Linked DNA regions of Salmo salar: region 1 is linked to region 2. A link is a contact called in public Hi-C data. All regions are on one chromosome and are shown on one strand. Each heading gives the region's core, a stretch centred on a gene start, on an enhancer-like site or on the middle of the called end of the contact. The rest is flanking DNA. Distances are from core to core; before and after follow the strand shown.

Region 1 (3,283 bases), core at 403-2,902, 83 kb before region 2:
CTTGAGAAGTAGGCCCAGTCTTTGACCAAGGTCTCTGCTGTTTTAACCATTCAGCCTGAAAATGTCCTATTCTCCTGTAAACTGCATCTGCATTTTACAATAGTTTCTGCAAAAAAATGATATTCTTTGTATAATGACGACCCGTTCAAATCAGAGCGGCAGTTTATTTTCAATCGTACAAAAATGCTATGGGGTCTGTGGATGGAGGAGTGCAGCATCAATGTGTTGAATAGTTGCTTTGGCTCACAGGTCAGGAGGACAGGATCACCTATAGGTTACGTCCCATATGGCTCCGGTCAAATGTAGTGCACTATAAAAGGGAATATAGTGCAATTTGGGAAGCAACCACGGGTAACAATTTACTGAAGATGCTTCAGTTCCTCTAGTATCCTCTCCATCGCTTACAGAGAGAAGGATGATAATGCTGGTGTTAGTTAACAGTGGAACGATGACGCTGGAGTTAAGTCAGTGGTAAAGGATCAGACCACAATGCATTTCTCATCCCAAGACTCCAACCAGTCCCCTCGGGTGACCAATGAGAGGCCAGAGACTGTTTGTTATACTTCCTGTTAGAATGTTCAAGGTAAAGAATTGGAAACCTGTTTTAAATCAGTGTACAGAATGGTGACACTTGACATGGTTCTCAGAAGGCTAGAAGCTCGGCCATATAAAGCTTGGTTGACCTATTAAGTCTGACAGTAAAATCAGTAAACACCCACACCGCCTCTCTTAGACATTGTGCCTTCGACTAAGTGGTCCAACTGCTTAGCAGTTCTAGTGAGACAGACAATCTTGGTGTTGGATGTCTGGATGAGCTATTGAGTCAATTGTAGCTCTGCCTAAACAAAATAACAAGCAAAACGAATACTGTAGTCCCATCAATGTCAGGAAATAAAACATTTGGTAATCATTGGCTAAAAGCCAGACTGAAAACGACAGGTATGTTACTCTCTTTCCTCCTTCCACTGTGAAGAGTTGCGACTGCAGGAACTGAGCACCAGGATGCAAATTAATCACCAGAAAGAAAAAAAAATCCTCCCTCTATTCTCTCCTCTCGTTCTCGCTCTACCCCCCCTCTCCATCCACTCATCTCCGAATTTTTAATCTTCCCAGCCCACCGGACCGTGTGAAGTCCCTGTCGGTAGAGACACACGTGTAGTCTCATCAGGCAGAGCTTTGGACACCTTTACCTGGGGGTCCTCAAAGCGCCCATGCTACAACATGGCCTTCGGAGACTACGTTTCCCAGAGTGCAGTGCTTCTGCTTTGTCCTCTAGCTACCACAGCAAATACGTATGAAAGAGCGACAGAAACTGCTTCTCCAATAGAAATCCTCGATTACACTTGTAGGCGTTGTCATGGCGACTTGGCTAGCTAAATTCATACGTAGAAACACGACATTGTTTTCTTAACGGTCGTTGCAGACCGTCAAAGCAAAGGCACTCCTTCAATATAAAGTTGTGTTTTGAAGAAAATGTAAAACGTGGGAGTAATAACAGCTACTTATTAAGACATTGGCTCCAATCTAGGTTGTGTCATTAGATTTCGAGAAAAGTAACAACTAAGGAATAATTTTTCCACTTCTCAAACCCCCAGCCTGGTCTACCACAGTGGAACTGGAATAGTCCTGTGATTTCCTGATTCATGTGATCAGGGTGGACATGATGCATATGTGGACTGGAGAAGCCCTAGCTGTATGTCATGTGAAGGGATAGCAACATTAGCTAACTGGTAACCATTCCCCCACAGCTAGCTGTCTAGTGAAGGGATAGCAACATTAGCTAGCTGGTAACCATTCCCCCACAGCTAGCTGTCTAGTGAAGGGATAGCAACATTAGCTAGCTGGTAACTATCCCCCACAGCTAGCTGTCTAGTGAAGGGATAGCAACATTAGCTAGCTGGTAACCATTCCCCCACAGCTAGCTGTCTAGTGAAGGGATAGCAACATTAGCTAGCTGGTAACTATCCCCCACTGCTAGCTGTCTAGTGAAGGGATAGCAACATTAGCTAGCTGGTAGGTGGGAGTAATAACCCCACAGCTAGCTGTCTAGTGAAGGGATAGCAACATTAGCTAGCTGTCTAGTGAAGGGATAGCAACATTAGCTGGCTGGTGAAGGGATAGCAACAGTAGCTGGCTGGTGAAGGGATAGCAACATTAGCTGGCTGGTGAAGGGATAGCAACATTAGCTAGCTGGTAACCATTCCCCCACAGCTAGCTGTCTGGTGAAGGGATAGCAACATTAGCTAGCTGGTAACCATTCCCCCACAGCTAGCCGTCTGTCTGGTGAAGGGATAGCAACATTAGCTAGCTGGTAACCATTCCCCCACAGCTAGCCGTCTGTCTGGTGAAGGGATAGCAACATCAGCTAGCTGCCCCTCACAGCCTTCACCCTCTCTCGGAAGAGATGGAAGGATGGGAGGATAAAAAAAGAGGATGAGGACGAGAGAGAGAACTAGGAGATCAGAGTCTGGGGTGTTGGTAAGCGGTGCCTCCGTCTCCTAGGAGAGGATTTCCAGGATGTAGAAGACCAGCTCCATGACGACAGGTCCCTCACTGAGTTGACACGCCCCTCTGTGGATGACAGGGATCAGAGTACTGTCCAGGTCACTCAGGTAACGGGAGGGGAGTGGCTGGCCATTACTACCTGCTAGGTAACCCACCTGGGAGAAAAGAGGACAGGGAAGAGACGGGTCATTATCATCCTTTATCTAACCAGGTACCGGTGGGAAGAGGGCCCGTTATGGCCCGACAGGTTACAACAGAGAAGAGATGGTTAGTTATCTATATATTTCTCTTTTATCTAACCAGGTACTATGGGGGGGGGTTGGCCGTTGCTAGGTGACCCACAGAGACAGGTAGTTATTTTGTAATTCAGTGTTTCAGTCAATTCTTGTTTGTTTTAGCCTAGCGCTGACTGACACATCTGATTAAATGTACTAAAAGATCCCTTGAGTTTAATTCCAAATTACACATTTGCATGGGCATTTCAGGCAAATGCCAGCTGGGCTGGTCCATTTTTAGCCCAGTGGGACTGTCTAACTTGTTTGTTTTTTTTTCGCAAATTATCTGGCTAATAATGAGGCCTTAGTGGGGGGGGGGGAATGGGCCGGTGTGGGCGCCTTAAGGGAAGAAAAAAAAACAGGCTGGTGTGTTTGAAATGCCAGCGAAGATTTCTGGTCGATGTCTGCCCCTGCACATTTCTGATTTGCGATTTGATTAATTTCCGGTGTGGCCAGATAGTGATGACCCGAGTCCGTACCTGGTCAGACTCGAGGGTGACCCG
Region 2 (3,448 bases), core at 811-3,310:
GGCTGGTGAAATGCACCTAACATGCTGACCACACCGCTAACGTCACGTTCGCGGCAAAATACATTATTCAATCATTGCATCCACACTGCTCACGAGCGTCTGCGTAGCCAGGCACTAAAACAGAACTTGTTTCTATTTGTGACTGACACTTCACACGCTGCAAGTCCCTCCTCTCCCATCTCCTCATTGGTTGTTAGGAGCATATACCCACGTGGGTGATTGAAAGATGAACTGAGGTCCACACTCCAGTCGGTGGTGGTGAAGCACCTTAAAGTTCGTTGTCAACCACCATATAAAGTCCAAAGAAGAAGCCTGGAAGGAGGAGAGATGACTAGAAAAATATTTGGTTGACCCTTTAATTTGTGGATGAATTGTCAGAGTAGAGGACCTTGTGCATTTCAGGTAAAATAACCCAATGTTTATATCCCAGGACAAAATGAGCTAGCAACAGCAAGCTAGCAAGCTAAATTTCCATAAATGTTTAATGCTTTTCTACCTGTCCCCAAATTAATATTACTGGTTAAGAGTTCGTTTTGATATTTCAACACGTGTGTCCTGATCACGTCTGGTGTGGGTGGACAACAACCAACACGTGCACATACGTGCCCGGTCTAGTCAGGATCGGCATGTTATCCGCCAATGACAAAAATCGACACATTCGGCAGGTGTTAAATTTAGGCCACACCAACAGTGCCATCTAGCTGTGGAGAGGAGACACAACGAGGCCCTTACCAAACAGTAAGAGACAAAGCCCTGGGCCCCACAGCCAGGCAGGATGGGCCAAAGCATCTGTCCCATAATAGGAGTAATGTGTTCAGGGGGAAAACAAGACTCCCAGTTGCTTTGATAAGTCTAATGCCCTTCAACAAAACAGACAGACAGACAGGCAGTTAAGCTACTAAACCGCTGGCCTTCAACCCTGCACATTACCAGATATGGAAGGGTTCTACAATTTAGTCATATCTGTGTCATAACAAAATGTAGATTTTAACAGTAGAGATGATAATAGTAGTTACCTTTCCACCTATCCGGACCTGGGCCTGAAGTTTGGCTAGTTTCTCTTGGTTCATGGCTTTTATCTGGAAAAAAGAGGAACATGGATGAGTTGTCAAGAAAATATCCTCATGAATTAACAAAAATCAACAACAATATAAACAGGCCTACTGGATGAATGCAAATCAGCTTCACGTTTTATCCTGAATCACTGTGGAAGCTGTTATTAATGGACTTAGCTACAAACTAGGCACCAATTGAGTCTTATCTGACAGTTAAAACTAGTTTATTAGCCAACAATGTTCATTGTCTGGAAACACTACAAATCATCAGGTGTCCGACTCTTCAACAACAACAGAAACAATGCCTGTCAGCCAAAAACACACACACACACACACACACACAGATGAATAGTTAGTTACCTAGTTGGTTAAAACGTTACACCATGTCATTAACTAAACTAGTTAAACTAGCAAGCTAACGTTACCCATTTTAACGGTAGTAAAATGTTCGCTACGCCCCGTAGTGTCAACATTTGAGACTCAAGTTAGCCATAAAAATGTCGACAACTAACTAAAGCTGTCATTTAGCCAGTTAACCATCTCATATTCCTGACGAGCTAGCTAGTTAACTAACTAAAAATGAGCTTTTCTAAAATGTTCCTGCATAAAGCCACAGCTAGGATACCGTGGAGACTGTTACCTAGCTAGCATTGTAAACACAGTAGGCTAGGAGCTCAAAGCAAACGGAGAACAACGCTTACTGTTATCTTTTATCCTATATGCCGTGGTCCATAGCTCTAGTTGTTAAAAACACACACACACACGTATATATATGTATATTTACCTGTGTAAAAGACAGCGTCAGTAATTTGATCGATCAGTCCCAAGGCACAGCACTTTGATCCACAAAAGGTTCACAGCAGAACAGGAAGTAGCAGGAGGGAACACGAGGTTGATGAGGATGATGGCGAATCTCAACACGTGTCTTTTCTCTCCGTGGGTGAATTTCAGGTCGTTTTGGTGTTTGTGTAATTTTCAGCAGATGGGGATTTTGATTTATTGATTGATTGATTTAATGTATTAGTTTATGAATCATTTTAAAACACATACAGACTTATAGCCACAACATGAACGCCGTTTGTACTACAGTTGCCTGCAATGTGTTTCTGATGAGAAATCAACCGTTTGTGCCATTGTTGTGGTCCATATCACATTTGTATTTTTTTGTTTTGTTGCATGAATTGCCAGGTTTCCACCCAATTGGCGACATTCTAAAATCCGCATAAAATCGTGCATTTTCCCACCAGAGATTTGTTTCCATTGGTGATCAAATTGACTTGTTGCTCCAGATTATAGTATGTGTGTGATGACATAGCTTTGACGGTTAAATAACCATGTACCGAATAAAATAAAATACAAGTTAAATGGATTTCCATCGCATTTAACTCTACTGATTGTTATCTCACAAAAACCTGTTGCTTTAAATAGCGAGTGTGCCCACGATCATGTCACCAGAATAAAACCCTGGATATTTATTGGAAAGCAGCATCACGCTCATCACCTTGCACTTTGCCCATCCTGTAAAGTTATTTTACAATTTATTTCACCTGTAGCCTAATAAACTGCATGATTTCCGGGGGTTATAGTGGGATGACCACATGTCATCGCATGATTCCACGTTTACTTTCATATTATGGCTATTATATCAATATTTGCGCATAAAAGCGTTTCCACCACCATTTCTCGTATTATTATCCCACCTATTAATTCAATTCAATAGCACCTAGTATTTGGTTTTGTCGACATTTGGTAATGTTTGTTTACCGACAAATTTGCTGCTTCCATCAAGCCTGTCATTACATTTTTTTTTATCCAACATGAACTTTACTGGCATACAAAAATGTTGGATGGAAACATGGTAATAAAAATACACTCAGTGGTTACCGGCCTTTTCCGGTTTGTGTTCCAGCAACTGAATTCTGCTCTGCCTGGAGTACCCCTGAAGTACCCCCTCTTGTGCATTTAAATAGAAGGTCTATGGTCTCATGTGTCTTCTCAAGTACTCCCTGATAGGCCTTGTCGTCGAACATCTCATTCTAAAATCATGGGCATTAATGTGGAGTTGTTCCCCCCTTTGCTGCTATAACAGCCTCCACTCTTCTGGGAAGGCTTTCCACTAGATTTTGGAACATTGTTGCGAGGACTTGCTTCCATTCAGCCACAAGAGCATTAGTGAGGTCGGTTACTGATGTTGGGCGATTAGGCCTGGCTCGCAGTCGGCGTTCCAATTCATCCCAAAGGTGTTCAATAGGGTTGAAGCCAGGGCTCTGTGCAGGCCAGTCAAGTTCTTCCACACTGATCTCGACAAACCATTTCTGTATGGACCTTGCTTTGTTCATGGGGGCATTGTCATGCTGAAACAGGAAAGGTCCTTCCCAAAACTGTTGCCACAA

Evidence for each region. Hi-C and Micro-C count contacts between places; a contact is called where the count stands out from the background.
Region 1: a contact with region 2 is called in a Hi-C map of gill, with 1.7 times the contacts expected there. The contact joins the enhancer-like site here to the promoter of LOC106596360 in region 2. A contact is called at or near these places in 2 of 3 Hi-C or Micro-C datasets (gill and muscle).

The regions. Positions count from the first base shown.
Region 1 is chrssa03:3,674,445-3,677,727 of Ssal_v3.1, reverse strand. It overlaps LOC106596333 (zinc finger FYVE domain-containing protein 9), which reads right to left. Exons shown (of 19, transcript XM_045714336.1): 18 at 3,260-3,283; 19 at 1-2,660. The coding sequence ends at 2,499. Among protein-coding and RNA genes, the nearest start is that of cc2d1b, 45 kb to the left of the region's middle. Within about 2 kb of position 1,652, at least 11 of the 13 cell types and tissues checked have an H3K27ac peak or open chromatin away from gene starts, as enhancers often do. A contact at or near this core is called in gill, where this site is marked.
Region 2 is chrssa03:3,592,131-3,595,578 of Ssal_v3.1, reverse strand. LOC106596360 (transcription factor BTF3 homolog 4) reads right to left here and starts at 2,060. Exons shown (of 6, transcript XM_014187661.2): 1 at 1,840-2,060; 2 at 1,017-1,079. The coding sequence starts at 1,070.